Linked DNA regions of Mus musculus: regions 2, 3, 4, 5, 6 and 7 are each linked to region 1. The links are chromatin contacts, called in public promoter capture Hi-C maps. All regions are on one chromosome and are shown on one strand. Each heading gives the region's core, a stretch centred on a gene start, on an enhancer-like site or on the middle of the called end of the contact. The rest is flanking DNA. Distances are from core to core; before and after follow the strand shown. Region 1 holds the start of Atp5o (ATP synthase, H+ transporting, mitochondrial F1 complex, O subunit). Region 2 holds the start of Cldn14 (claudin 14). Region 3 holds the start of Chaf1b (chromatin assembly factor 1, subunit B (p60)). Region 4 holds the start of Morc3 (microrchidia 3). Region 5 overlaps Dop1b (DOP1 leucine zipper like protein B). Region 6 holds the start of Dop1b (DOP1 leucine zipper like protein B). Region 7 holds the start of Cbr3 (carbonyl reductase 3).

Region 1 (4,074 bases), core at 1,004-3,503:
TTTATGAAGTTCTCAGGAGGAATAAAATGGCTCCACTCACAGAGGCTGAAGGAATCTGGTGCTGTTATTAAGCGTAGCGTGTGTTGCTGTAAGTTCCACCCAACGTCCCTAGAGCATTGTATTCTGCTATTCCTAAGGGGACCATGAGTGCAGATCACTGGCCTGGTTGCCCGAGAGCATACAGCAGCCCAGGATATCTTCAGATTCTGCCATGCATGAATTAGTAACAATGAACTATAGAATAAATGCACGTGCAGCCATACTTCAATCTGTCTTGGGCCAGAGGTCAGTCAGACTTCTGGTTTAAAAAGAATAGGCCAATAGACCTCTGCAATCAATGGTGAGACTCTTGGTGCCTGGGAATGGTACCTGTCAGTACTGATTCTGCTTGGGGAAACAAGGTGCAGGCTGCAAGCAGGCCTCACATCTGAGCAACTCGGAGTTGCCACAGAGTATCAACTGTGTGAGAATCTGGGCACTTCACTTTCTTTTGTTAGAAACAGTTCCTTCATAAAAAAAAGAATGAAAGGCTAGCTTGTCTATGGACGATTGCTAGGAAAAACAATTTAAGAGTCTTTTATACATACAGTGTGTGTGTGTGTGTGTGTGTGTGTGTGTGTGTGTGTGCGCGCGCACGCACTACACGCAGAGAACAGAACAGAAAACTTTCAGGTCTTTCTTTCCTTTCCCCCTCCGGGTTCCAGGGATTGAACTCACACCCTCAGGCCTGCCATCCAGCCCTTACCTGCTGAGCTCTTGCTGGGCCCAAACAAGTTATTTTTAGAACATTAAAGTCTAGGGTTGAGCCCACCCTGTGTGACAGGCGCCCAACAGCATCCCCTGCACCCAGGCACTCATCTGGGAACTGCCACCCTTGCAGACCAAGGTTATTAATTACACACTTCAACGTATTTCTGTTCAACTCACTCTTTCATTGTTTTCCAAACACACACACACAAATAAGTAAGCTGACATACCCTTACAAGCTTGGCAAAGGGCCTGACCACAGATGTACTGAAGCTCCGAACCTTTAGAACAAAAGAAAACAGATCAGACAGGGTTTCTGCATTAGCTTAGCAATGTGTTAAAATAATCTAATCAAATACTTGCGCAATTCCTTTCTATCATCACACAGGTTATATGAGTGGGAGCTGCTCTTTGTTATACACTCCCTATTGAGAATCACCCCAAATCCCTCCAGAAACTGCCTTCCCAACACCTTCCTCCCTGGATAGCTGAGAGAGAAAAGCTGCTAACTTCCCAAAGTGGAATTTTTCAAAATAATTAAGAGCTTTATCACATTTGGGAAGAATGCTTTATGAAAGCGGAGGATTTATATTACATCACCTTTGAGAAAAACTTTAATGAACATGAAATGAGTCCAGTCTTAATTCAAGGAAACCTACTTGCTTAGGAACTGAAATGCTATCTAAGACCAAAGATCTCTTGATACAGCACCAGGCTTCAGGCACTGTGTCTGTCACTGGAGCAGCCTGGAATCCAGTTTAAAAAGCGTTTTGCGAGGGCACAGGTCACAGTCATATACTACTCTCTCTAGACTAGAATGTACTCGATTGGAACTGGCTATGAGGGTTAAAAAACTTTCTAACGCCTTAGTAATAATTCTGTATGGTGCAGATGAAAACCATGACGGCTGTCGATACAAAATTATCATGGCAGATGACCCAGGCACGTATTTTTTTCCACCCAATTCCAGGTTCTGCTGGACTTGGCCTGTTGCAAGCTCGCCATCACTCACCAGCTGCCAGCCAAAGGGGAGACGTTTAGCCCTTCCCCCCTTCTTTATAAACACAGGGGATGCGCTTTTCCAACACTCAAAATCCTAAGCAGCAGGCAGCCCTTAGGTTTACCAGCAAGGACAGGCATGTACTCTCCCCAGTGCTCTCTCCCATGCCCTTGCCAGCTGCTCCGCTATGCAGTGAGTCCTGGATGTCAAGGTCAAGACAGAGAAATCCGTGCCCACTCCCCACGGGGACGAAACGCGGATCCGCCCCACGCTGCCTGCAGTCGCCGGGCCCCACGACCCTGGGCGGGCTGCCTGACCCCTCAGCCACGGCCTCACACGCGGCGATGGGAGCCGGGGACCCGCAACCCTGGGAGGGAGCCTCCCGCCAGCTTCTACCTGTCGAGACAGTCCGGACGCTGCAGGCGCGGCCATCTTTTCCCGGGCGGCTGTAGGTCAAACCCAAATGAAAAGAGACTACTGGCGCCAGAGCGCACGCGCGCGCGCCAGCGTGATCGCTCGGCTTTCTGGGAAATGTACGCGTCAGGAGCCCGGGAGTGTGGGTAAGAACCTCTTGCATGCTGGGAGTTGTAGTCCGTACCTGCCGCGGTCCGGCTGGACTCGTGAACCGGAACCAGAAAATTAAGTCTGAAATTAGGTTTAGATTTAAACTCTTTGCACATGCATCGTCAACATCGTTGACTCGTCTTGAACCTGCCAAGTGTGCTTCTGTGGCAATGCTTCAGGCTTTACTTAAAACAAAAACCAAAAGTGAACCTACCCGGGCGCACTTCTTGGCTCTTCTGGCCATATTTTGATTACATAGGACAGTTGACAGGTGTGTTTGTGCTTTTTCTTTTTTTCTTTTTTTAGATTTCTTTATTTACTTCATGTATATGAGTATACTGTAGCTGTACAGATGGTTGTGAGCCTTCATGTGGTTGTTGGGGATTTAATTTTTGTTTTTGGATCTCTGCTCGCTCCAGCCCAAAGATTTATTATTATATTATACATAAGTACACCGTAGCTGTCTTCAGATACACCAGAAGAGGGCGTCAGATCTCATTATCGGTGGTTGTGAGCCACCATGTGGTTGCTGGGATTTGAACTCAGGACCTTCGGAAGAGCAGTTAGTGCTCTTAACTGCTGAGTCATCTTGCCAGCCCGTGTTTGTGCTTTTTATACCCACAGACTCAAAATCTATATATAATTTATCTATATATAATTTACTTTTTAATATGAGGGAAGATGGATACAGAATTATATGGGTTGCAAATACATTCTTTTAGAAATTGTTTTATGTGTTTGAGTGTTTTCCTGCATATATTCACGTGTACCATGTGTGCCTGTTGCCTTAGAGTCCAGAAAAGGACATCTAGTCTCTTGGAGCTGGAGTTAGAGGCAGTTGTGAGGTGCCAGGGGGTACTGAAACTGAGCACAGGTCCTCTGCAGGAGCAGCCAGTGCCCAACCGCTGAGCTGTCTCTCCAACCTCAGAAATACATTTTGTATAAGCAAATTTCTAAATTATGGCACTTTAATAAACATGTCCATAGCTGCAGAATAACCTACTTTGATTCTATAACTTAACCATTCTATGACTTTTCAACATAACTCACGTGGTTTATATTACTTTAATATATTACTTTAATACACATCTGAGTATCTTTAGATATACTTTTTCATAATTTCAAAAGTAGAATTTAAAAGTTGATCGAGCAGCTTGACAAGTGAGCATGAGCACATGGGCACATGAGGCAGAGCTGCTTCTCTTCGGCTTACACTCTCACTAGCTGTGTGTGGATACTTCACTCCACTGCTGCAAAATGCTTTTACGTAAGCCTAATGAAAAGCGTATTCAGCACTGATCACATCTTATGGAACTGCTCATGTGTAGACAGCTGTTTTATATCCCAAGTCTCAACAAGGTATCAAAAAAAAAATCAACCTGTTTGCCTTCACAGGCTGTACTGGTTAGTTTTTCAACTTGACACATACTAGAGATACCTCTGAGAGTTAGACAGAAACCTCAGCTGAGAAACTGCCTCTCCCAGTTGGCCTGTAGGCAAGTCTGGGGACCATTTTCTTGATTAGTGATTGATGTGGGAGGGCCCAGCCCACTGATGGCAGTACCCAATGGCAGGTAGCAAGGGCAGGCGATCCTTGGGTTGTATATAAAGCAGGCTGAGCAAACCCTGAGCGGAAGTCAGAGAGTGGTGAGGAAGCAGGGGCTCTCAGTGGATCTTTGCTTCAGTTACTACCCTCACGTTCCCACTTCTGCTTCTTTGTTGATTCCTCTCTGGGATGAACTGCTACTTGGAAATGAAAGTTG
Region 2 (4,074 bases), core at 574-3,073, 2.0 Mb after region 1:
CTCACATTACCACCCTGAGGCAGAGGCTTTCTCGGCTGTGAGTAAGATGCTGAGATAATACAATAAAAACCTGCAAGCCCAGTTTAGAGCACACTGGAAGATTCAGGGAGCACGGGGATGAGGTTTGATCATTTCGATAGATAAGGACAAAGAAGCTCTGAGCTCACAGGCTGTTTCAGATCCAGGTAGAAAGACCTTGGGTCTGGTATCATGGGTGACCCTCTAGTTTGCCAACTTCAAATCTAAACCCAGGACCAAAAAGATTTAGACCTTCAGAAGTATAAGAGTTAAACCTCTCGGTCCCAAATATCTCCCAGGTCTGGAGACCCTCTCAAGATGCTAATCACAATTCTCTTTCTCTTTTGCTCAGGGTCCTGCCTTGGGACTACTATGGCTCCTGCTGAGGATATGGGGCTTAAGATAGTTGAGGGTTTTAAATACAATTGCATAGGATTTTTCCCTCTTTGTGCTATTTTTTACCTTTATTAAGAGACAGCTAAGGGGCTGGAGAGATGGCTCAGCAGGTAAGATCACCGACTGCTCTTCCAGAGGTCCTGAGTTCAAATCCCATCAACCACATGGTGGCTCACAACCATCCGTAATGAGATCTGACGCCCTCTTCTGGTGTGTCTGAAGACAGCTACAGTGTATTTACATATAACAATAACTAAATCTTTGGGCCAAAGCGAGTGGGGCTGGAGCAAGCAGAGGTCCCAGCAATCACATGATGGCTCACAACCATCTGTACAGCGACAGTGTAGTCATATACATAAAATAAATCTTAAAAAAAAAAAAGACAGCCAAAAGACTGGAGAGATGGCCCAGTTAGTAAAGTGTTTGCTGTGTAAACTCAAGGGCCCCAAGTTTGATGCCCAGAACTCACATCAAAAGGCAGGCATGGTGGCCAGAGCTTAAAATCCCAGCACTGGAGAGGTGCTGGGTCCCTGGACTCTCTAGTCAGCTAGCTCACTAACCGGTGATCTCTAGGCTAAGGAGAGAGCCTGTCTCAAACAGTAAGGTGGGAAATACTCAAACACATGATCATACACACACACACACACACACACACACACACACACAGAGAGAGAGAGAGAGAGAGATGATGGGTGGATGGATAGATAGATAGAGGAATCAAGCTCTCGTATCTCCTTCTTATTCCCTCCTCCCAAGTGGCTGTGTTGAGCTTGGGGCTCAGGGGCTTAGGTTGAGGTTCTCATGAGGAAGAGGATGCTCTCAAGGCAGAAGTTATGAACAGTGCTGAACCACGCTGGTTCCCCACAAGGAGTCAGAGCGGCCAGAGACAATGATGGCACCTCCCCAGGTGACAAACAGTCTCCAAGCATCTCCATTCATGTTTGCTCTCAATTGAGACCCAGAAAGCGAAGAGGGAGCTTTGCCCGGATACTGTAGGACCACATCCCTGCCCTCCCTAGGTCCTCAGCAGCTTGGGTGCCCTTTACCCCCAACGTCTTAGGGTCCCCTCCACACCCAGGACCGAGGACCCTTGGAGAACGTTCACTTTCGCCAGGCCACCGACCTGCCTTTCAACTCAACCACCCACACACCTGACAGGCAGGGCCCAGCTTTGGAGATAAATGCCTGCCGGCTGCAGCCACTCCACTCACATACAGAACAGCTCCAGTCCCATCCACCTTGATGCTCTCAGGTAGACCACGGAGACACAGCAAGGACACCACAGTCTTCTGGCTTTGCCTCATTCGCCGAATGGAAGCTCTAAGGCCAGTGTGTTTGAGAGAGAGTTGTCTGGTCAATTACGGTCTCTGAGTCGGGCCTGCGTGGGCACACATGCCCTCTGGTTAGAAGATTAACCAGCCAGTGCGCCCTACAAGGTGGCCCTGCTGAGGCAAACTTTCAAGACCAACCGGAAATGTCCTATCTGCGTTTGGAACAAGAATGCCAGAGATATCTACACACGGCCGTCTAATGGGTCCCTGTGGCTGGTAGGTGAAACCTCATCTCTCCTACCCACTGCTCTGTGTCAGCCTTTTCTGACCTCCCTGCTCTGGCTCTGTTGACTATTGGTCACCAGACTCCTTTGCCGCAGCTGCTGGCCACAGGGACGCATCCCCCGAGCCGTCCACCTGATGGTTGGCCCCATGTGGCTGTGGACTTTTTCCTTGTTGAGCAATTTGCTTTCCCAATCCTGATGAGGGCTGTGAGGGAATTCTGGGAAAGGAGCGACTTCTCTTTCAGGCCATTTTTGCTATAATGGCTGAGGGATGACTCTGTTGCAGTCTGTAGGTAGGAAATGACGCTGAGTAGGTCAAGGGTCGTAGCACTGAATGAGGGATGGTGTAACAGGAGTCGAAGATAAGAGTCAAAAGGAGAAGACAGTCTTCTCAGTAGGTAGGAGATGGCGGCCTGGAGACCTCAAAGTGGCACAGGGACCTGTCCTGGCCGGGAATGCCTGCAGGTCCGTCAGGTGTCTGGAGTGTGATTTTTGGGATGCCAGGGTGTGCTGAGAACCACTGAGTTGTCTTTCTGTTGATTTCATTTGCCCTCTATGCCACTGAACCAAGGTGTCCCATGGCACTCTGCAGTCACGGGAACTTCAGAGGGGACGCTGTAGAAAACTATGTTGGCAGGTGGCCCTGGGCATGGTTGTGCAGAAAGGAAAGGGGTCTCACAATCTTCTTCATGAGAATGTCTCTCAACAAAACCCCTCTCATCAAGCCCTGCCTATCAGCTCCTGGTGGTGCCACCCTGAGAACCAAGGCTTGGCGTGTGGAGACGGCTGGTCCTCGGTGTGGCAAGGTTTTGCCACATATTTTATATATAAATATGAAAGAAGAGATCCAAAAGCATTGAGTTGACAGTAGCTAGGTGTCCGTACCCATGCTCATGAGGAAGGTGTTCTAGGCATACTGTGCCCTCTGTTATGAATGGAAACACCCTCCTCCCATCTGCTCTTCCTGTGGCCAAGAGCCAAATGGAGAACCTGGGAGAATGGGCCACGTTAGGGCTTAAGGTCGTGACTGTGAACTTCTGGCAGTGACCTTGTCTTAGTAAGGGTTTCTATTCCTGCACAAACATCATGACCAAGAAGCAAGTTGGGGAGGAAAGGGTTTATTCGGCTTACACTTCCATGTTGCTGTTCATCACCAAGGAAGTCAGGACTGGAACTCAAGCAGGTTAGGCAGTAGGAGCTGATGCAGAGGCCATGGAGGGATGTTTCTTACTGGCTTGCTTCCCCTGGCTTGCTCAGTTTGCTTTCTTATGGACTACCAGCCCAGTGATGGCGCCACCCACCATGGGCCTTCCACCCTTGGATCACTAATTGAGAAAATGCTTTCCAGCTGGATCTCATGGAGGTCACAGACCTGCCCATCCAGACCTCTTCTTTCTCAGGAAGCCTGGTGCTTTGGGAAGGCTCACTCAGCCTGTGAACTCCCACAGGCTGAAGCGCCCATAGCCTGCTGCAGACCTAGTGCACAGCAGCCTGCCAGGTTCCCTGCAAAGACTGGTCTGGGTGGGCCTTCTGCTACAGCTGCTCTGATTCCACACCCTGCCTCCTGATTGCTAGCTCTCCAACACACATGTCTGCTAACACCCAGCATCACACCCCAAGTGTGCCTCTGGCCTTATAATTATCTAAGCAGCCTCACGTGGATGGTGCTTAATGAGGTGTATGCACGGGAGGAAGCTGCTATTAGTGCCAGCCATCTTGTCTGGCTGTCCTCACCCAAGGCTTCCTTCCTTACAAACAAGGTCTGAGCTGCCCCTCTCTGCCTTAGTTGCCAGCCTTTGCTAGAGCCATCAAAATGGCTGTTCTGAGAAAGGTTTTTGAGATTGGGCCCTGTATCCAGGCACTGGGTACCAGTCCGGAAGTGGCTGTATGCCCATGTATAGCTATCAAGGAGTGTTCTGACAATTCTCCTTGTCTATGCCCAGCTGTACAGCATGCCTGTCACATCTGAGGGGCTGGCAGGACTTTGCAGGGGCAACAAACTTCTAAAATATGTCAGTTGCTACAGGCTGGTAAGCACAAGGACCAGGAGGAAGGCAGAGGCACGTTAGATGCTCTCAGACACCATCAGGGCCCACAGGGAGTGG
Region 3 (4,074 bases), core at 1,049-3,548, 2.0 Mb after region 1:
AGTTGGATTGTTTTTCCTGCAGAATCTTTCTATCTTGTATATTTTTATTTTGTTGTAAACCTATTCTGTATTTTTAATGTAGAAGGTATACCTTGGGGCCAGGATGTAGTTCAACTCAGGAAGCGAGCGCAAGACCCTGGTGCATACATCAGCAGTGTATAAATCAGGCATGGTGGTGCATGCTGCAATTCCAGCACTCAGGAAGTAGTCAGCAGAAGAAGCAGAAACTTAAGGTCATTCTCAGGTGAGGTGACATCGTGTTTGAGAGCTATATAATGGGTTGGGATACAAGAGACCTTGTCTCCAAAAAAAAAAAAAAAAGCATAAATGTATGTGAGTACACTGTACAGGCTGTACAGGTGGTTGTGAGCCTTAATGTGGTTGTTGGGAATTGAATTTTTAGGACCTCTGCTTGCTGCTCTGGCACAAAGATTTATTATTATACATAAGAACACTGTAGCTGACTTCAGATGTACCAGCAGAGGGCATCAGATCTCATTACGGGTGGTTGTGAGCCACCATGTGGTTGCTGGGATTTGAACTCAGGACCTTCAGAAGATAGTGGCTGAGTAATCTCACCAGCCCAATTTTTTTTTAAAGATTTTTAAATTTTATGTGTGTGAGTTTTGCCTGTATGTATGTGTCTTAGGATTTAATTGCTATGAAGAGACACCATAATCAAGGCAACTCTTATAAGGACAACATTTAATTGGGGCTGGCTGACAGGTTCAGAGTTTCAGTCCATTATCATCAAGGCATGGCAGCATCCAGGCAGGCATGGTGCAGGCAGAGCTGAAGGTTCCACATCTTGATCTGAAGGCTGCTAGGAGAAGACTGGCTTCCGGGCAGCTAGGATGAGGGTCTTATAGCCCATACCCACAGTGACACACCTACTCCAACAAAGCCACACCTTCTAATAGTGCCACTCCTTGGGCAAACCATATACAAGCCATCACAGTATGTATGCATGTGCACCATATGTGTGCCTGGTGCTTTTGGAGGTCAGAAAAGGGTGTTGGGTTAACTGGAACTGTGTCATGATCCACCATGTGGGTTCTGGAAACTGAACCCAGGGCCTTGACCAAAGCAGCCAGTGCTCTTACATGCTGAGTCCTCTCCAGCTCTTGAGATCATTTCTTTATAAAAACCCAACTTTCGCCGGGCAGTGGTGGTGTATGGCTTTAATCTCAACACTTGAGAGGCAGAGACAGGTGAATTTCTGAGTTCGAGGCCAGCCTGGTCTACAGAATGAGTTTCAGGACAGCCAGGGCTGTACAGAGAAACCCTGTCTTGGAAAAAAAAAAAAACAAAAACAAAAACAAAAACAAAAAAAACCTTAACTTTCATATGCTGGCCTGTAAGAAGTCAAAACCATAGGAGACAAGAATCTTTAAAAAATATGTGACATTATTGAGAAGGTCATGGTGGATAAATTAACCATTACATAATTGGAATGGAAGTTCCTACACATTCATGAGGCTGGCCTCAATCTTGCTGTGTAGTTAAGGTTGACCTTGAACTCCTGATCATCTTCCCATTTCCACCTTCAGAGTGTTGGGATTACCATCATAACAACCATTCTAGGCGTCTGTCACATCGCTAAGAGAGGGCGAAGGCATTGCTGTTTTATTGACATTTTGAAACTCCAGAGCCATTTTGAGATATTTGGTGGGGCAGGACAGCTCTCAAATATCCACTGCCTGGGACACTCTTATTTGGTTATATTAGATGAGTCCCAAAGTTTCCCATCTGCCCTATAAGAAATGTTATATATTTTTTGTTTAGTCTTTAGTTCAGGCTGGCCTGGAACTCTCTGTAGCTGAGGATAACCTTCCTCTTAGGGTCCTCTGGAGTGCTGAGATCACCGGCAGGGGCTGGTGACAGAACCGCTGCTGTTGGCTAAGCGTGCAATCAGCTGCCTGCGTCTCTAGTCCCGCTTTTCTTTCTAGACCGTAAATTCCAGGCGGGAAGATCTGTCCGATGAGCATGTGACACTGACGCGTGGTAGGTAGGACGTCTTGCATCTCGGGTTAGCACGTCAAAGCTGGACGAGCCTGGACTCCTCCGAGGCGCGGGAATGGGATTCCCAGTCCCGCCCAACAGGAGCCACGAGCCGCGACAGCCCCGCCCACGAGAAAGAAAAGAGCCCAGAGCTCCGCCCACCGGAAGCCAAGGTGCCGGGAGATTGCTGGCCACTGGGAGGAGGGATGCCCTGGACCCTCCCATTCAGAGACTTTGTCTTGTGACAGCCCCGCCCACGCGGAGGCGGGACGCCCCGGAACTCCGCCCCGAGGAGGCGTGACCGGAGGCGTGGCCTGCGGCGCGCGGGAAGCTGCGGGCTGTGGCGGCCCCGGGTGGACCGAGTTACTGCAGGTAGGTTTGCTGATACCCGGCTTCCGCGCTTCTGACCTGGGTTGGGCTGCAGCTCCTCACCGGGGCCGTGAGTTCTGATCTCAGCGCGGGCGCAGGCAGAAGGCAGTTCGTCCCAGACCACAGTCCCCACCGGGACCGGGACTCGCGCGCCTTCCGCCAGGCCGGGTTGGGCCGCCCGGACCCGCGCCCCTCCCCGTGAACTCCCTCCCTTGCTGCTCCCCGGGATGATAGCCAGTACTCCGGTACCGGTCTCTGGGACCCCACCTCAACACGATGCTCTGTGCTGCCCGTCCTCGCCTCCGTCTGGGGTGTTTGGTTTCTTTCTCTTCCGGAACCGTACACTGGTGGAAGTCTCTCTACCTGCGGGAGCATTTTAGCTGAAGATTGCAGGTGTCTGAGCCGTCGGCGTCGCTAATGGCTTCTGTGCTCTTTCCCCGGCTCGCCCTTCATGTTCCAGGGTCGCTGTTTAACTCTTTGCTAACGTTTCCAGCCTCCCTTTGCCTGGCGGAAACTCTGGAGGATGAAAGTGATCACGTGTGAAATCGCCTGGCACAACAAGGAGCCAGTGTACAGCCTGGACTTCCAGCATGGGGCAACCTGGAAGATCCACAGGCTGGCATCCGCGGGGGTGGACACCGCCGTCAGGGTAAATGGACAGGCGGGAGGATACGGGGAGGTTCTACGCGGAGCTCACGTTTTCATTCCTTTGTTTAAAACTGAAGGCAGCAACTCAAGTCGGGTTGCCACCTAGTCCAGTGTACTAAGTTCTGAGGCCTGGGGAAAGCAAGGAATGCTGAGAAGATTAGCTTTCTTAACATTTGCTACATTGTTTTTGTTTGTTTTGTTTGTTGTTTCAAGACAGGGTTTCTCTGTGTAGCCCTGGCTGTCCTAGAACTCTGTAGACCAGGCTGACCTCGAACCCTCTGACTCCCAAGTGCTGGGAATAAAGGCGTGGGCCACCACGGCCCGGCTATTTGCTACATTGTTACAAGTGGGTTCTCAGTATTTTAGAATACTAAACTAGGAAGAGCTCTGTGGTGCCAGGCATGTATCCCCAATACCCATACGGTACAGATCTGAAGTTTGAGATTCTCAACAGTAGTGAGTTTGAGTCCAGCCTGGGCTAGGTGAGACCTTGTCTCAAAATAGTAATACTGAGCCTAGCTCCTGTGCTCTGTGCTTTGCCCATTTGCTCTAAAGAACTGGAAGAGGGGAATAGCAGGTAAGGGGACTGATGGTGTGCATTTCTGCTAATACTTCCTTTGATTTACAAAGTTTCAAAAAAGAAATTGCATTTTCTGCCAGAAGATAAGTTGTTGTCTCCTGGAAGGGAGTTAGGAGGTGGCTAGTGTGTTTCTGCAATGTATGCTTTGCTGTCGACAGATCTGGAAGTTGGAGAGGGGGCCAGATGGGAAAGCCATTGTGGAATTTCTCTCCAATCTTGCTCGACACACCAAAGCTGTCAATGTTGTACGCTTTTCTCCAACTGGGGAGATTTTAGCATCTGGAGGAGATGGTAAGTATTGTCCTTATTAATCCTTAAACCTGACACGAATCTCCTGTCTAATAATGACATTTGAGCTGGGTTGACATGGACCAGTGATCACAGCATGTTGGAGGCTGAGACAGGAGGACTGAGAGTTCAAGACCAGGCCTGGCTAAATAGTAACAGTCTTTTCAGGGAAAGAGAATAGGACTGTG
Region 4 (4,074 bases), core at 958-3,457, 1.9 Mb after region 1:
AGACCAGGTCTGGAGAAATGGCTCAGAGGTTAAGAGCACTGACTGCTCTTCCAGACGTCCTGAGTTCAATCCCCAGCAGCCACATGGTGGCTCACAACCATCTGTAATGGAATCTGATGTGTGTCTGAAGACAGCGACTGTGTACTCAAATAAATAAATCTTAAAAAAAAAAAAAAGAGTCGATTTCTGAGACATGTCCTGATATGAAGTCATTACGCTAAATTTGATAAACTAGTTGTTAGGCTGGAACCCCTGCTCAGCCCCTGCACAACCTGGGAAACCCTGTCTGCCCTCCTTCCCCTGACCCCGCCCACACAGAGAAAACTCCCCCTGCGATTTAAGAAAAAAACTCCAGACTAACATGTCATCACTCTGACTGGGAGCTGCCCACACACGGGGTCTTTTTGACTATGTATAGGCACAATCCCAGACGTCATCACCCCGCGCACAAGACCCATAAACCCCCTTGCTTTACCCTGGATGTGCGGCTTAGATCACTGAACCCACCCAAGAGCTGCCTCCTAATCAACCTGTCTTTATTTACTTTTAATCTGATCTAAATTGGCCTATATCTGCCTCACCAAGGGAGAGAAAAAGCCTACCACGTGTCACTACATATTTCATGATTTCACTTAAATCCATGCAGAGTTGCATGGTAGTCATTAGGGGCCGAAAGGGGAGAGTGGAAGATGGATGGCTGCATTGACCTCCATTGTGGGAACACACTGAACGCCCCTAATCTGACCTTTAAAAGGTGAAGTTTACGTGTGTTTAACAACAATAAACAAACAAAATACTGCAGGGAGGTGTGGTAGTGATTCACATCTATAATCCCAGGATTTAGGAGATAGAGGCAAGAGGGTCAGGAGTTTGTCAACCTCAAGTACAAAGCAGACCAGCCTGGGTTACAGGAGGCTCTCTTTCAAAAAGAAAAACAAAGCGATTATGTGGATCTCAAGAAAATGTGGCGAGACAGGCTTTCCTCAGCTGCATCCCGTGGGGAATCCTCTTCCCTGATGAACAAGTATTTGTCCCACCCTAGGCACTGTTTTCCCCGCAAAGACAACCAGACTCGGATGAAACAGGAAAACAAGGCTGACCTGCTTGTTAATCCTGTCAACTTGACAAGATTTAGAATCCCCATGGGAACAAACCTCTGGTCAAATCCACAGGGGAGTTTCTAGACTAAGCTATTTGCAGTTCAGTGGAGAATTTGCGCAGCCTGGGCTGCTGACACTCTCTAGGTTGACTGCACGGCTCACTGACCGGCCATCATGGTTCAACTGTCTTGACAGCCACCTGTTCTGCAAGACTAGACACCAGTTTTGCTTATCTTGTGCCTCTTATTCACTCTTAAAAACAGTGAATACCACAGGTTTTAATTTTACATCCCCTTATTAATTTAAAAGTATTTAAGTTTTTACAAGCCTACAGTTAAAATATGAAGAGAAAACACAGTTGACGTGTAGGAAAAGGAGAGGATCCATCCCATACTGTAGTGTTTAATAGACAGCGGTCTATAATAAAGGATACTAAATTGTTTATCAGCAGAAGATGAACTGAACTTTTTTTCGTTTTGTTTAGTTTTTTTTTGTTTTTGTTGTTTTTTTTTTTTTTTTTTTTTCGAGACAGGGTTTCTCTGTGTAGCCCTGGCTGTCCTGGAACTCACTTTGTAGACCAGGTTGGCCTTGAACTCAGAAATCTGCCTGCCTCTGCTTTCCAAGTGCTGGAATTAAAGGCGTGCGCCACCACTGCCCGTCTGAACTTTTATAAATAAAAATATGACTATCGTTAAGACTGCAGTAAATACTCTTGCAAATCTTTTAACCTTCTCTTTACTTGTACTATTTAGCATCCCTTTCTTGACTAATTTCTACATGCTACTCGCTGCAGTACCGGGCTCCACACACACTGAATTAACGTGTCCGTGCGCTACCACTACCAGGATAAAAGCTGATGATTTTCAGGCAAACCCAAAAAGTAATTATTTTCTTCATTTTGTCCTGTAAGATTCCAGTAACATCATTACCAGCGGCCATGGATTACACTTTTGCAGTGCGATTTTCATCAGAGTTTGCCTAGCTTCTACACATCATTCTTCGCGCCAATCTTCAATCTCAAGGTCCAGCTACGCGAGGCGAGGAGCTCGCGCCCGCCCGCTCACCTACGCATGCGCCCAACGCCTGGGTCCTGCGCGCGCAGCAGGTCAGGCCCGCTCGGGCAAGCCTCTGCTGAGAATCCTAATTCGCCTTTGCCCGAGGCGGAAATGAGTGGGTGTGGCCTGGTGTTGTCGGTTCCGCCCCGGAAGTGGGCGGGGCGTTGAAGCCCGCGGCGGACTCGTAGCCTCCCAGTCGGGCTGCGGCCGAGGCCGGTCCTGGCTTTGTAGCTCACTCAAGATGGCGGCGCAGCCACCCACCGGGATCCGCCTCAGCGCGGTGAGCAGCCGCGAGGGGAGGAGCGGGCCGGGTCCCAGGAGGGCGGGCAGGCGGGCCAGCCAGGAGGTGGCAGTGGGCGGCGGCGACTCAAGGGCTGGCGCGGCGGCCGGGAGGTCGCGGCGGGGCCAAGGGTCCGCCGCCATGTCTCCTCGCTCGGAGGAGCGGCTGTAACGCGCGGCCGGTGCGCTCGCGGCATCTCGGGGCAAGCCGAGGCGGCCTCCCTCCCTCCCTCCGGCTCTGCGGCGCCCGACAGCTGTTGTGGGAGCCGCGCCCTCCGCGACCCGCCCGCCCCGGGAGCAGCCGCCGGGCCTCGTCGGGGCGGCGTGGGCTGCGGTGCAGCGCGGTTCCTGCACGCGTCCGTCCCTGTCGGTCCCGGCTCGGAGGAGCGGAGGCTAGGACTCATCTCCTCCGCTTGCTTGGCATGCCCCTGCCTTTTCGGGCCGAGCCCATTGGTGGCAAACCCTTTGGAGGTGGCTGGGAGTGGTCGCAGAAAAGGACTTACACTTTCGGGTCCAAAACATTGTGGGCGTGGCTTCACCTGATGATTCCTGCAAAGTTTTATTCTCTGCCGGCCCTGAGGTCTTAAGCGGGGAAAGTTACTTCCTTGATGTTTGAAGGATGGCTGCGGTGGCCCATGCCTGGCATCCCCAGCGCTCGGGTGACCGAAGCAGGCAAATTCTAGGACAATTTAGGGAGACAAGGGGAAGTCCTGTCTCAAAGGCAAAAAAAGCGGTACTACTGTGTTATGTAATTTCGTTGGCGAGCGGTAAGGATTTCCGGAGGTTAAAGCACCTCCCGTAGGTGCTCTTCAAGAATGCAGGTCTCCGTCCATTCATTAGGCTACTTCCGTCATTTGGGATGTGATAGCCCCAAGTGTGCATGAAGTGTTACCTAGTTTTATCGCGTCTGCCTTTTTTTTTTTTTGTGAGGTTGAGTATTCTTCACATTTTTTGTTATGTTTTGTTTTAAATTGCCTGTTAGTACGGTTTCCCCCCACACAGTTTATGTGTGTGTGTGTCTTATGCACCTGAAGATGAGGACTTCTGAACCCTCACTGCTAGTTATGAGTTGGCCCATGGGGTGCTGGTAACTGAATCCTGGTCCTCTGTAAGAGCAATTTGTGCTCTTTTGTTTGTTTGTTTGCTCTTTTGTTTGTTGACAGGGTTTCTCTGTGTAGCCCTGGCTGTCCTGGAACTCACTCTGTAGACCAGGCTGGCCTCGAGCTCAGAAATTCGCCTGCCTCTGCTTCCCGAGTGCTGTGATTAAAGGCATGTGCCACCACTGCCCGGCGCCAAAAGAGTTCTTATTCCCAGGATAGTGATAGAAATTATCCTGTGTCAATTATGAGTGACTAAGGTCCTGGAACAGGATTTAGATTCCTGTGAGTAATGGGGGTGGCGGTGGTGGTGAGTGTGTGTCTTGGGTTACCCAACAAGTGGCTGACTTCCTGATTGCCAGGCAAATGTTCTTTATGTTGCTGTATCCCCAGCCTTATAGAAGTCCTAAATCATACAACAAAATAAATGCATAGATGAGTACATTTGCAGAAGTACTGGCTGGAGGGGTCAGGTAGCAAGCAGGCAGATCTTTGCTGGGCCCAACAATACATTTGAGAGTTTTACCTAGCAAAGGGATGCTA
Region 5 (4,074 bases), core at 627-3,126, 1.8 Mb after region 1:
ACAACAACAAAAAAAAAAAAAAACAGTCAGAAGACACAACTTATCCAGACCATCAGGGAAGGAAGAGATGGATTGCATGGACTGAAGCCAACAGCTTTAAAGTACAGCTGTCAATCTGCTCTGCTTGGAAGGAAACAAAGTAGTTTGTCTGGGCCAAATTTGAGTGACCATGGTCTGAGAAGACAAAGTGAAGTTATCCTGAGGTCCCACTGTGAAAAGGTTCCATGGTTGTATAGTTACAGGACAGAGGGAAGTCATGAAGCCATGTATTTACAGATTCAAAGGAGCTAGGGCTTGTCTGCTCCAGTTCAGATGTCATCTGTATGGAATTGCCAGCTGTGGGGCCGGAGACTTGAGTTCAAGGCTGGTGGGTCAGATCCAGCGGCTGACTTACTTACCTGCCTGTTATAGGAGCTAAAGCGAGCTCCAGGTGACGGCCTCCTTCTCAGCCTCTGTCCCTCCCTCTGAGGTGAGTCTTTAGTTCTCAGGGGCAGGAGCATGGAGTGGCAGGATTGAACTAGGGAACTCATGACAGGTCTGGCAAGATTCCACCTCACCATCTAAGAGTCCTTATCAAGACCACCTTTAGTCATGCACACGAACTGTACACATATGGACTGCACACACATGGACTACACATATATGAACTCAGAGTCACAGTAAAGAGACTTGAGAGGCGATTAGAGAATCAGCCTTGAGGCACAAGGTCCAAGGACACAGACAGCTCCCTTCCACATTTGTTGGAGCTCTGTTGGTTGATTGTCAACCTTCACCTGTCGCTGTACCTAGACCTTAAAGTAGGCGGGCCAGGAAGTGGGACTAGGAAATAGCCCTTCCTGGGGGCCCTTGTCAGGCTAGCTCTACTTCCTTAGATGCCAGGGCTGCGCCCTGGAGACAGCACATGCACAGTACAACCAGTGGGCCTCTTTAGGTTGTGTTTTTCAAGTTACTAGAAAGTCCATAGAAAGCTGTAACTTCTTATTTAGAGGGTGTGAAAAGGGAACCAGATTCTATCCATCTGATTGAAGATTGGTATTTCTCTGGTTATTTTAGTTGAACTTCTATAAATAGCTTCCTAAGAGGAAAAGTTTATTTGGGTGTTTTTTTGTTTTTTTTTTTTCCTCCTGTAACTCCAGCTGGTCAGGACTTAAGGAACTCTGATCTAGGCAGGGCACGCTCCTCCACTAAGGACTAGACCCTTGTTTTGCCAAGAGGCCATTCTGTGCGCTTATGAAGATCCACATTCTTCCTGGTCCGCAAGTTGGGACCTCACAGATATGGTTGTCCAGGTATATGCTAGTGTTGCTAGTGCGTGTTTACACAAGAGTCTTTGGCTCAAACTTATGTCACGTAACCACAGTTCCTGTCAGAAGAGACAGACAACTCGAGGAAGGGAAGACATATGTATCTGCTAATGGCTTCTGAGGCTCTGTCCATTGGCAGGGCCACTCAGCCCATGGTAGCAGCAGGAGCATGTATGGAGACTGTTCATGTCACAGCAGACCAGGAAGAGACCAGGTAGGCCTATCCAGGGGCCAGGATGTGACCTCCAAAGGTCTTCCCCCAGTGTCTCACAGACACCCAAACAGCACTTCACTTTTGGGAACCAGTGTGTGTAACATGGGCCCGTGGGAGGCACTTCAGATTCAAACCTTAGCAGCTGCAGCCCTGTTGAGTTTTCTGTTGAGTTCTTTGATACTCTCCCTTCCTACCCACTTGCAGTGACTGGTGTTGCCTTCTTTACCTTCCTACCAGCCTGCAGTGACTGGTGTTGCCTTCTTTCCCTTCCTTCCCACCTGCAGTGACTCATGTTGCCTTCCTTTTCAGAAGTCTCCCCTGGTGGACATTCCTGTGTTGCAGTTCTGCTATGCTTTCATCCAAAGGTAATGACGTCTCCTGCGTTGGCAGGGACTGTGAGGAATTAGCTAAGTTCAGAGAGCTTAAGTGTCATCACTCCCTCCCACGTGGGCGTGGCCTCAGTATCTGTACTTCTCTGTCTCTGAAGAGCGACATTTTTAAAGTCCACACGCTGCACACTGAAGGCTTTGTGCCAGTGAAGCTTTACCTGAGGCCTTTTAAGTTTTGAAAGGTTCAGGTTTATCTGAACGTGGCTTTAAAAGACCTGCAAGTAGGAAGTGTCAAGGCCCCTGGAGAGAAAGGAGAAGTGGTTTGGTTGACCCAGCTGGATCTAAGTCTGGGCTGTAGCTGCTGTACAGGGATCCCAACGTGCACAAAGCAGGGCCTCTGTTGCTGTACTCCTGTCACAGCTTGCAGAGGGCCATTTGTGTTGGGCTAAGTGAGGGATGGAGGGGCACGTGCACCTCGGGCAGCCATGCCTCCTACCCTGCAATGCCACAGCCTCCCCAAACAGCACCACCATCTGGAGGCCTTGTGCTCGACACCCATCAGGGTTGCTGGGTTCGGGGTTCAGGTTGGGGCTCACAGTAAATAAATGTGACAACCCTCGAAGTCTCCTTGGTTCGCACAGTTAACATCTCAGCTACTCCTCCTCTTCACAGTGTGCAGCCACAGACAGGTAAACTGAGGACTGCCATCCCAGCAGTCACTGGGCTGATTGATGTTAAATTCAAACTAGTGTCAGCCTTCTCTCAGGAGCATCTTTTGCAGTCTTCTGGGCTAGTCATGCCACTCTTTGGGATAGCCAGTGCTACTGTGACACCAGCTGACCTCTGTGGCTTTTAGTGGCTCTGAGCTGCTCAGCAGCTTCAGGGCAGATTTTTATCGTCCTTCTGCTGCAGAGGAGGAGCCACCAAGGTGGAACAAGAGGCAGGAAGGTAGGCACCAGGGTGTGGACCTGGGGCCCTCTGACTGCATCTGTGCTTTAGCAAACTGTACTGCAGTGCCTGGCTGCACAGCCGAGATGTCAGCACCCTCCTCGCTGCCGTAGAGGCCTGACCCTCTCGAGAGCTGCCCTGGGCAATGGTCAAATGCGTGTTTCACCTCCCTTCACGCTGCGTCTTTACCACCCATGATGCATGCTGTCCTCAGCGCTGGGCAAGCATGGCCAAGAATGAAAGCTGAGCAGCTGGCCAAGGCTTTCATTTTCCAGACAGTGAAAGGCGGAGTGGCCACATGTCAGAAGCTGCTCCAGGTTCCCCACCTGCAGGTGCTTGCCCCAGGACTGACTCTGAGCTTGCAGAGACTGTAATAAACTAAGCCGGGCAGCCATGAGGCCAGGCAGCTGTGCTGTTCTCCCAGCTGCTTCCCTGCATCTGAAATGTGCTCAGATTTGGTCTTGTTTTTTAAACAGACTGTCCATACCAGACCTGCAGGAGGCCTTCCCTTCCCTCCTGGGCGTCCTGAAGGAGGCTGCGCAGCTGAACCTGGCTCCCCCTGGATACTTTCTGCTTCTCAGGTATAGATTCTCCACATCCACACAGATACAGTGTTTTCTATAGGAGGGATACATTTTATCTTTATTTCTGTAACATTTTGACCAGAAGCTGATTGTCTCTCAACAGCATGTTGAATGACTTTGTGACAAGAACACCCAACCTGGAAAGCAAGAAGGACCAAAAAGACCTGCAGGTGTGTATATGAGACTGTTGGGGAAGGTCCAGTAGTCTGTCATCCTGTAGTCTGTAAGAATGCCACTGTTGCTAATAACCCTTACCCAGAACTGCATCTTAGCTTTGCCTGGGTTCTAAGCCTCTTCCACTCAGGAAGGAAGATCAAGCAGTCTTGGGCAGGGTCTATTGTGAGCTGGGCATTGATATCTCTAAAGCACGAATCTTTCTCCTCCCAGGAAGCTTTCCTTAAAACTTTCTCTTTGCCCCAGTATAAAAGCAAAGCGTGTTCATAAGAAAATTCAAAAATTCAAACAGTAAAACTTACCCAGATGTAGTGGCCCATGCGTATAATCCCAGCATTGAGGACCAGAATACTAAAACCAGGGTGCTGAGGCAGGGGGATTGCTATGAGTTCCAAGCCACATAGTGAATTCTATGGCTACTTAGTAAGGATCCATCTCAAAAACAAACAAACAAACAAACAAACAAACAAAGTCATGATATACTTCGGGCATCACTGGTCTGCAGTTACGAATATTAAGTC
Region 6 (4,074 bases), core at 1,019-3,518, 1.8 Mb after region 1:
CTGAGAAGACTAGAGTACTTGTATCTAGCAGATGGATGGAATAAAAGTTAGGGAACCAGACTTCAGCCATTTACATAACCCTTCCTGTTAGGGTTGTCATCTGGGTTTTGTTTTGTTTTTTACATTTAGTGTGTGTGTGTATGTGTGTGTGTGAGAAGACAGCTTTTAGAAGCTGGTTTTCTTATCCAAGAATCAAACTCTGAGCAGCAAGTGCCTTTACCCGATTAGCCTACTTGCCTTCCTGGATATATCTATTTTGGAATCTGATATAATCTATTTTTCCCAGAAAAAATATTCACTGAGCTTTATAAGCAATTACTAAATAGATTTGGATGGTGTCTTAGTTACTATTGCTGTGATGAAACACCACAACCAAAAGCAGCTTGGGGAGGAAGGGTTTGGCTTACTCTTCCATATCATGGTTCACCTTTGAAGGAGTCAGGGCAGGAACTCAAGCAGGGCAGGAACCTGGAGCCAGAAGCTGATGCAGAGGCCATGGAAGGTGCTGCTTACTGGCTTGCTCAGCTTGCTTTTTTTTTTTTTAAGATTTATTTATTATATGTAAGTACACTGTAGCTGTCTTCAGACACCCCAGAAGAAGGCATCAGATCTCATTACGGATGGTTGTGAGCCACCATGTGGTTGCTGGGATTTGAATTCCGGACCGTTGGAAGAGCAATCAGTGCTCTTAACTGATGAGCCATCTCTCCAGCCCTCAGCTTGCTTTTTTATAGAACACAGAACCAAACACAGAAGTGGATGCTCACAGTCAACTATTGGATGGATCACAGGACCCCCAATGGAGGAGCTAGAGAAAGTATCCAAGGAGCTAAAGAGATCTGCAACCCTGTAGGTGCAACATTATGAACTAACCAGTACCCCATAGTTCTTGACTCTAGCTGCATATGTATCAAAAGATGGCCTAGTCGGCCATCACTGGAAAGAGAGGCCCACTGGACAGGCAAACTTTATATGCCCCAGTAGAGGGGAACGCCAGGGCCAAAAAATGGGAATGGGTGGGTAGGGGAGGGTGTGGGAGGGTGTGGGAGACTTTTGGGATAGCATTGGAAATGTAATTGAGGAAAATATGTAATAAAAAAAATAAGAAAAAAAAAAAAAAAGAACACAGAACCACCAGCCCAGGTATGTCTTTACCCACAATGGGCTGGGCCCTCTCCATCAATCACTAATTGAGAAAATAAGGTTTTGTCTGCTTATAGCCAGATCTTATGAAAGTATTTTCTCCATCGAGGTTCTCTCCTTTCAGCTGACTCTAGATTGTGTCAAATTGGCATAAAACTAGCCAGCACTAGATAGCTCTTTCTAAAATTTTCATGGAATAGGCTATCACTGAAATAACCTTAGTCGGTAGAAGGCGCTGTTTCATCTGGCAGCGCTGCTGCTGGCGTCATCAAGACACGGTCAATGTCAGAGTGAATCCTGCCAGCTCCCAGACCCCATCACTCTTCGAGGATGCATGGACACCTTAACCCGGAACCCCCAAGCCTTCTGTTCCTGTTACCTGGGATTCTTCCTGCCTCCACCCCACGATGAAGATTGTGGGTGTGGTCCTGACGCAAAGCCCAAGGGTGCACGACACTGGGAAGGCCCTGCTCCCAGAGTCCGGAAAGCCCAGGGTTTTTTTTTTTTGTTGTTGTTGTTTTTTTTTTTTTCTCTTTTTTTTTTTTTATTAGGTATTTTCCTCATTTACATTTTCAATGCTATCCCAAAGGTTCCCCATACTCAGCCCCCTTCCCCATACCCACCCCCCAAGCCCAGGGTTTTACCTGCCTGTTTATGTGAGACCTTACCCGACTACATCGCAAGGCCACGCCCACCACTGGCCCCCCAAGTTTAGACCAGCCTCCAGCCCCAAAAACCCCGCCCTCAGAGACCCCACCCACCATCGGTCCACTGGCAGCTCCACGCGTCCAGAGCCCCGCCTTGAGCACCGAGGCCCCACCCACTCTGCCAGACCCCTCCCCCAACCCCTCCGCCTCCAAGTCTCCTCTTTCGCTCTCCGCCCTATGTGACTGACCAGGGCGCGGCCCCACGCCGCAGAGGCCAAACCAACCCCGCCACCAAGGCCCCGCCCACACGCCTAGAGTCCCGCCCACGAGGAGAGAGGCGCCGCCATACCGTTAAGGCTCCGCCCCCGTTCACGCGCAACGTCATGACCCCGCCTACAATGGCCCCTCCCAGTCACCGCTAAGGACCCCGCCCCACGCCGAGGGCCTGCCTCCAGGTCCCGCCCCCCGAGGTCCCGCCTTCCGGCCCCGCCCCCAGCCGCCCAGTTCCCGGGAGTGGCGGCAGCTGGGCGGAGGCGCAGCGATACCTCCGCCTTCGAGGTCTCTGCCGAAGCGCAGAGCCGCCTTGTCCCGCAGCCGACGGGCTCCGTCCCACGCCCACCGCCGAGGTCCGCGGCCGCCGGTAAGTGTGGTCCCCGCGGGCCCGGAGCGGCAGAGGCGTAGAGCTCGGGCGGTGGCGCGTCTGCTGCAGTGCGGGTACGGCCGCGCGTGGGTGTGGGCTTCAGACCCGGCCTTCTGCGCCTGGCAGGGTCCGTGCGAGCGGGCCTCGGGCCGCAGGTGGAGGTCGAATGGCCACCGCTGTCAGCCTAGCCGGCCCAGGGCCGTTCTGGAAGCTCAGCCTTTGTTGGGCAGGGCTTCCAGGTTCCCTAATGGTGTCCCAGCAGCCGGCGTGCACCAGCCAGCCTGCCCCTGCGCCGGCGGATAAGCCGCGGAGGAGGTGCTCACCCGGTGACAGCAGTCCCCATCTCGGGAAGCCTGTGTAGGGTTGTTGAGGACACCCCACCTTTAAAAGCTATTCCTGTGAAGTGTCAGGTGTCTTGCTTTTTTTCCCCCCTCTAGTGCTATTTGATCTCAGTGTAAAAGACCGAATTCAAAACTGGGCCAGTTGGTAAAGAGGGTTGATGCGCTGTAGAAGCAGGGACATTATCAGCAAGTAAATAGGAAGGCTGCTGATTGTCGGCTTTTACTGTGTTCATCATACTCCTTCCTTGTAAGCATGTTTACAACCGACTTCCGGATCCAGCAGATGGCTTTTGCGTCTTCACCTGAGCTTAGAAATTAGGAATGGGTAAGGCGAGAGCACTCCTACGAATGCTTTCTGTTTCAAGGTAAAGGTATCGGGTGCACGTGTGCATAGGGCTTTGCGTATTATCTTTTGTAGCCTCCATAGCGCTATCAGCCCACTGAACTGCGGTTGTATCTCACAAAAATAGGTGTTGGAGATGGCTTGTGAGAGGGGCTGTTTAGAGGTTGACCTAGCCATTGTATAACAGAACTGAGCCCGAATCCTATGCCTACCACTAATCCCTAATATCCCCATCTTTCGGCAGTAATGTCCCTTGTGGGACTCCAGTGTGTTTCGTAAGTGAAATCAGTGTAGAGCTGACACAGAAACTGTGTAGTGTTGTAATTCCCCATGCCCGTATTTTGAAGGGGTTCGCTTGAATAACCTCTGAGCTTCTTACCTGTGCAGTTGTGCCAGCATTGGGCCCTCACAGAGAAAGAACTGCACCTGCTGCCTGTTCATACCTGGCTGACAGCCTCCTTGCCAAGGGCAGCCAGGCGCTCTCTGTCATCCTGGACACTCACCGTCTCAGTGATGCAGCTCTTCCTGGCATCATGAGAGTCCACACCTGTGGGCTCCGAGGACTCCTTTGCTGATAGCTTGCCTTCCTCTTTCCTCTCTTGTCCAAACCAGACTCGGATAGCTCTGTGTGTGTGTGTGTGTGTGTGTGTGTGTGTGTGTGTGTGTGAGAGAGAGAGAGAGAGAGAGAGAGAGAGAGAGAGAAGAGAGTGTGTGAGTGTGTATGTGTGTGTGAGAGTGTGTATGTGTGTGTAAGAGAGTGTATGTGAGTATGTGTATGAGAGAGAGTGTGTGAGTGTGTGTGTGTGTGTGAGAGAGAGAGAGTGTATGTGAGTATGTGTATGAGAGTGTGTGAGTGTGTGTGTGAGAGAGAGAGGAGAGAGAGTGTGTGAGTGTGTATGTGTGTGTGAGAGTGTGTATGTGTGTGTAAGAGAAAGAGTGTATGTGAGTATGTGTATGAGA
Region 7 (4,074 bases), core at 458-2,957, 1.8 Mb after region 1:
TTATTATCACGAGATGTTGGCTCAGATTTGACAAGGAGAAGTTGTTCCAGAAGCTAAACCTAGTCCAAGATACTTAACCTCTGAACCTGCAGAATCCCAGTCTCCCCACAGCAGCCTGTCCTTCAGTCTCTTCAGGCACAGAACTCCTTCCAGGAGTCTTGTAGACAGCCAGGCACAACTTCTTCTCAGGAATTCTCATTCACAAGGATATGCTAGGCAAGTGCTCCATCACCGAACTACACTCTGAACTCCCCACTGGTCTTTAGGAGAGAAAGCAGAAAAAGTTGTCCCGGACTCTGTAAATGTTACTCCCATTGCTGCCTTGATCACATAACCAAAGAAAAAGCGATTTAAGAGCGGGTTTATCCTGGCTCACAGTTCGAGAGTCCAACACTGTGGGGTCCTAACCACATGAGCATAAGACAGATGGTCAAACTGTGTGTGGGGGTTGGGAGGAAGGGGGCGGGGTTCCCGTGTATGCAGAGGTCAGAGGTTGACAAATGTCTTCTGCTATTCATCTCTTCCTGATTCTTTGAGGCAGGGTCTCTCACTTGAACCAGACCTTGCAGACTTGGCTAATCAGCTCGCCTCCGGAAATCCTGCTTCTGGGGTCACACAGCAGCCACACTGCCCCACGTTGTGTGGAGCGGGGATTTGAACTCTAGTCCTCATAACCTTCACCCACGGAGCCAGCTCCACAGCCTTGGCCCAGCTCACTTTCTCCGTTTCATTCAGTCCAGCATCCCAGTCCCTGGAACGGTACTGAGCTTAGGGTGGGCCTCCTACCCCAGTCAGCCTAACTGAGAAACTCCCTCAGAGACAGGCTGAGAGAGAGGTCTGTCTCCTAGATCCTCTCAAGTTAACATCACAGGCAGGCTAGGCCCCCACAGAGCTCACCTTCCTCACCTCATTTGAAACAGAAGGTGGAGTCCGTAATAAGAGGCTAAGGCAGTTTGGCCGGATCAGCTCGGGAAACGCTGAATCACTGTGAGTGAGGACTTAATTGTCCTTCAACCTCACAATCCCTAGCCAAGTAGGATCAGCACAGACTCGATTCCACCCAAGAAGGGAGGAGGTCTGATTGCGTGCCCACACTTAGACACGCCTGGAATTTTGTTCGTAGGTTCAGCATCTCCTTGGGAGATGACTCGCATAGACTGAGACCAATGCAGATCTATCTGCATACCCAGTACACTTGGAATAAACCAAAGACCGGCACTGAGGACTCCCGTACTACTCAAAACAGTTCGATAAACATGAGCCTTCTCTCCCACGTGGGGGCGCACCGAGACCTCCAGCCGCGAGGGCTCGCCCACACCTGTTCAGTCTACTCCCAGGCACTGTTCCCTGAAGTCCCTGAGCAAACCGCGGGGTGTGTTAAGTAATCTCAGAGCGAGTTCCGCAGAAGCAAACATTTGCATTCTGCAGAGAACGACGGGTTCTCGCCCAAGAAAATTACGGAGCATTTGTTTTCCTCCTTTTGAAGTTTCCCCAAAATAGTTGTTTCAATCCGACTGCCACGAGTCCTGCTGACCCCTTCCTTTGGGAGCAGCGCTTGTCCCTGACCACTGCTTAGCTCGGAACCAGGATCTCTACACTGGCCGGCGGGCGGGCGGGCAGGCGAGCGGGAGGAGGCGGACCCTTCGGGAACAGACGGCTCCTCCTCAGAGGGGAGGGACAGGCTTCTCAAGGCCTTGCTCTCTAGCAGTCGCAGCGCCGGGTCCCAGAATCTAGTCCTACGCCACGGTTTTGACCACGCGTGACCCGCTGCCCAGCCGGCCCGGCCATCAGGTGGTCCGTGTGTCCCTCTGACATGTCGTCCTGCAGCCGCGTGGCCCTGGTAACTGGGGCTAACAAAGGCATCGGCTTTGCGATCACGCGTGACCTGTGTCGGAAATTCTCCGGGGACGTGGTGCTCACGGCGCGGGACGAGGCGCGGGGCCGCGCGGCGGTGCAGCAGCTGCAGGCGGAGGGCCTGAGCCCACGCTTCCACCAGCTGGACATCGACGACCCGCAGAGCATCCGTGCGCTGCGCGACTTTCTGCGCAAGGAGTACGGGGGACTTAACGTGCTGGTCAACAACGCGGGCATCGCCTTTAGAAGTAGGTGTGGGGCTCCAGGAGGAGGTGTCCCGGGGTTTTCCGAGGGTGCTGGGCAGTGAGCCTCTGGGATCCGGAGGCTGCGCCATCCCGCCTGGGTGCACCCGGCTCGCGCTCTGCGTGGCGAGTTCCCCCGTGCGGTGACTCGGGTGCGGGCCCGCCCAGGCACCCCACTCCATGCCCGACCCGGCCGGCGGCCTGTGCGGGCCTGTGCTCCGCCGGAGGCCCTCCTTGGAACTTTCAGCTGCGCCTGTTTGGAAGAAAACCGGTCTCTTGGGAGGGGACCACGCCTTGTCAAGCTCATCAGCTTTCTGTCCCACGCACGAAGGCTTTTCTCAGAGAAGGGTCTTCCAAAAAAATAGGGTTGGAGCTTTCGCTTCGCGTGAAACAAGGGCGAATTCATAGATGCCAGTAGATATCTGCTGAGGACAGGAAATGGGTCGCCCGGACACAATTAGCGCCCTGGCACGATAGTGGGTTTCCTACCCGCTTTAATGGAGCGTTTTGAGAGGCTCTGGCAAAAAGGAAGCGAGCTCTGCTTCCCTCCTCCTCGGGGAACTAGGTTTGTTATTAAACTTGCAAGTGCGGTTTGGAAATCATCTTCCTTTAGGGGAAAAAAAACCCAAAAAAACAAAACAAGATCGCTTACTCTAACAAATGTCCAATTAGCAAAATTATCCAGTTGCCATGTGCTGGAACTGAAACAAACATTCCAGCTTCACTGAAAATGCTGAGAGAGCCGGAGACTAACGAGGGAGGGAGACTATTGTGCAGCCGAAAACTCTCCAGTTGGCCCTGGACACCCATAGGCGCCTTGCGTGAGAGCCAAGACACCCTTGTACCCGCACTTCCAAACTCTGGCATGTGGGCTTTGGGGAAGGGGAGGGGCGAGCTCACCACCTCAGCCACTCTCAGCGTTGTCGGATGGAAGGTTTGGTGAATTATGGCCCTGGAGGTTCATACTTAAATGTGGGCCATGTGTATGCAAATCTGAGCAGCAGCTGCCCCACCACACAAGCTGAGGTCTTACACCAGCCTCACCAGAGCATCTTTTCCCAACCTCCAGGAACCCTATTCAAGCTTGAGACAGGAAGATCAAAACTGAGTGTTCTTGAGACGCGACATGAGCGTGGCTGATGAGAAACTTGAGGTGTGGACCAGAAAGTTCTTTCCTTATGCTCTTAAGACCTTTAGAATGATCAAGTTCTAGTTTAAAGGTGTGTGTGTGTGTACTTTACAGATGTGTGTATCACCACACTCAGCAAGACTGTCCTAAAGTTAGTACACTTTCCCTTTAGCTGTTATGTGATGAGATCCAACTTGGCCACACGAGTTTCAGAGGAAAATGTAATTCTTTTTTCTTTTCTTTTCTTTTCTTTTCTTTCTTTCTTTCTTTCTTTTTTTTTTTTTTTTTTTTTTTTGTGTGCTTTTCAAAGTGGATGACCCAACACCCTTCGACATTCAAGCTGAGGTGACACTGAAGACGAACTTTTTTGCCACTAGAAATGTCTGCACTGAGTTACTGCCTATAATGAAACCACATGGTAAGTCCAAAGTAGGACTACTGTCCCTCGGGAAGTGGCCCTCGGTCCCTCAAATAGGGCAACCAACAGGGACCACTCAGGGCTGCCATTTGCTTGTGAGATGGAGGGTAAAAACTGCCTTATTTTATCAAGGTGTCTGGCTCTGTACTTGAGCCTTTTGGCTGTGGTTGTCAGAACCCTGTGGTACTGATCAGTTCTTGGGGTCTGTGTCATGAGCTCAACCTCCATCACAGACTGCAGCATGGCCCCAAAGGTCTGTGACAGTCTTAGAGAGTTGCCCTCCTGCCCCCGACATTGCAAGGATGGGCCCACCCCTGACTTATCTGCCATTATAACAGTCCTTCTGTTCCTTTCTTATGTCAAACAAACAAACGAACAAACAAACAAAAAGCTTATGAGAAGGTGTTTTTCTAAATGTTGTCAGCTGAGAG

What was found. Promoter capture Hi-C pulls out the DNA fragments that hold promoters and counts their contacts. Capture Hi-C pulls out chosen DNA fragments and counts their contacts.
Region 2: a contact with region 1 is called in a promoter capture Hi-C map of liver, with 2.8 times the contacts expected there. The contact joins the promoter of Cldn14 here to the promoter of Atp5o in region 1. A contact is called at or near these places in 1 of 39 promoter capture datasets (liver) and 1 of 115 datasets of contacts at active chromatin or transcription factors (large pre-B cells).
Region 3: a promoter capture Hi-C map of adipose tissue shows a contact between it and region 1, with 2.7 times the contacts expected there. The contact joins the promoter of Chaf1b here to the promoter of Atp5o in region 1. A contact is called at or near these places in 1 of 39 promoter capture datasets (liver), 2 of 115 datasets of contacts at active chromatin or transcription factors (embryonic stem cells and microglia) and 2 of 9 other capture datasets (adipose tissue and liver).
Region 4: a promoter capture Hi-C map of liver shows a contact between it and region 1, with 3 times the contacts expected there. The contact joins the promoter of Morc3 here to the promoter of Atp5o in region 1. A contact is called at or near these places in 3 of 39 promoter capture datasets (hippocampal neurons and liver), 1 of 484 Hi-C or Micro-C datasets (B cells), 3 of 115 datasets of contacts at active chromatin or transcription factors (astrocytes, embryonic stem cells and extraembryonic endoderm stem cells) and 1 of 9 other capture datasets (embryonic stem cells).
Region 5: a contact with region 1 is called in a promoter capture Hi-C map of liver, with 3 times the contacts expected there. The contact joins the enhancer-like site here to the promoter of Atp5o in region 1. A contact is called at or near these places in 4 of 39 promoter capture datasets (the C10 cell line, hippocampal neurons and liver), 1 of 115 datasets of contacts at active chromatin or transcription factors (large pre-B cells) and 1 of 9 other capture datasets (liver).
Region 6: a contact with region 1 is called in a promoter capture Hi-C map of embryonic stem cells, with 5 times the contacts expected there. The contact joins the promoter of Dop1b here to the promoter of Atp5o in region 1. A contact is called at or near these places in 3 of 39 promoter capture datasets (embryonic stem cells, hippocampal neurons and liver), 2 of 115 datasets of contacts at active chromatin or transcription factors (astrocytes and embryonic stem cells) and 1 of 9 other capture datasets (adipose tissue).
Region 7: a promoter capture Hi-C map of liver shows a contact between it and region 1, with 6 times the contacts expected there. The contact joins the promoter of Cbr3 here to the promoter of Atp5o in region 1. A contact is called at or near these places in 5 of 39 promoter capture datasets (the C10 cell line, embryonic stem cells, hippocampal neurons and 2 more) and 3 of 115 datasets of contacts at active chromatin or transcription factors (astrocytes, embryonic forebrain and embryonic stem cells).

Annotation. Positions count from the first base shown.
Region 1 is chr16:91,929,377-91,933,450 of GRCm38.p6, forward strand. It overlaps Atp5o (ATP synthase, H+ transporting, mitochondrial F1 complex, O subunit), which reads right to left and starts at 2,254. Exons shown (of 7, transcript NM_138597.2): 1 at 2,144-2,254; 2 at 978-1,028. The coding sequence starts at 2,179.
Region 2 is chr16:93,927,744-93,931,817 of GRCm38.p6, forward strand. Cldn14 (claudin 14) reads right to left here and starts at 1,824. Exons shown (of 2, transcript NM_001165925.1): 1 at 1,566-1,824. Gm31012 (a long non-coding RNA gene) reads left to right here and starts at 1,599. Exons shown (of 2, transcript XR_385072.3): 1 at 1,599-1,961.
Region 3 is chr16:93,881,603-93,885,676 of GRCm38.p6, forward strand. Chaf1b (chromatin assembly factor 1, subunit B (p60)) reads left to right here and starts at 2,299. Exons shown (of 14, transcript NM_028083.4): 1 at 2,299-2,373; 2 at 2,864-3,019; 3 at 3,757-3,889. The coding sequence starts at 2,894.
Region 4 is chr16:93,829,914-93,833,987 of GRCm38.p6, forward strand. Morc3 (microrchidia 3) reads left to right here and starts at 2,208. Exons shown (of 17, transcript NM_001045529.3): 1 at 2,208-2,435. The coding sequence starts at 2,397. Gm30881 (a long non-coding RNA gene) reads right to left here and starts at 3,179. Exons shown (of 3, transcript XR_876266.3): 1 at 2,938-3,179.
Region 5 is chr16:93,778,930-93,783,003 of GRCm38.p6, forward strand. It overlaps Dop1b (DOP1 leucine zipper like protein B), which reads left to right. Exons shown (of 37, transcript NM_027293.1): 24 at 1,828-1,883; 25 at 3,272-3,376; 26 at 3,483-3,549. Among named protein-coding and RNA genes, the nearest start is that of 2310043M15Rik, 14 kb to the right of the region's middle. Within about 2 kb of position 1,877, at least 92 of the 459 cell types and tissues checked have an H3K27ac peak or open chromatin away from gene starts, as enhancers often do.
Region 6 is chr16:93,709,639-93,713,712 of GRCm38.p6, forward strand. It overlaps Dop1b (DOP1 leucine zipper like protein B), which reads left to right and starts at 2,269. Exons shown (of 37, transcript NM_027293.1): 1 at 2,269-2,430.
Region 7 is chr16:93,681,512-93,685,585 of GRCm38.p6, forward strand. It overlaps Cbr3 (carbonyl reductase 3), which reads left to right and starts at 1,708. Exons shown (of 3, transcript NM_173047.3): 1 at 1,708-2,102; 2 at 3,536-3,643. The coding sequence starts at 1,814.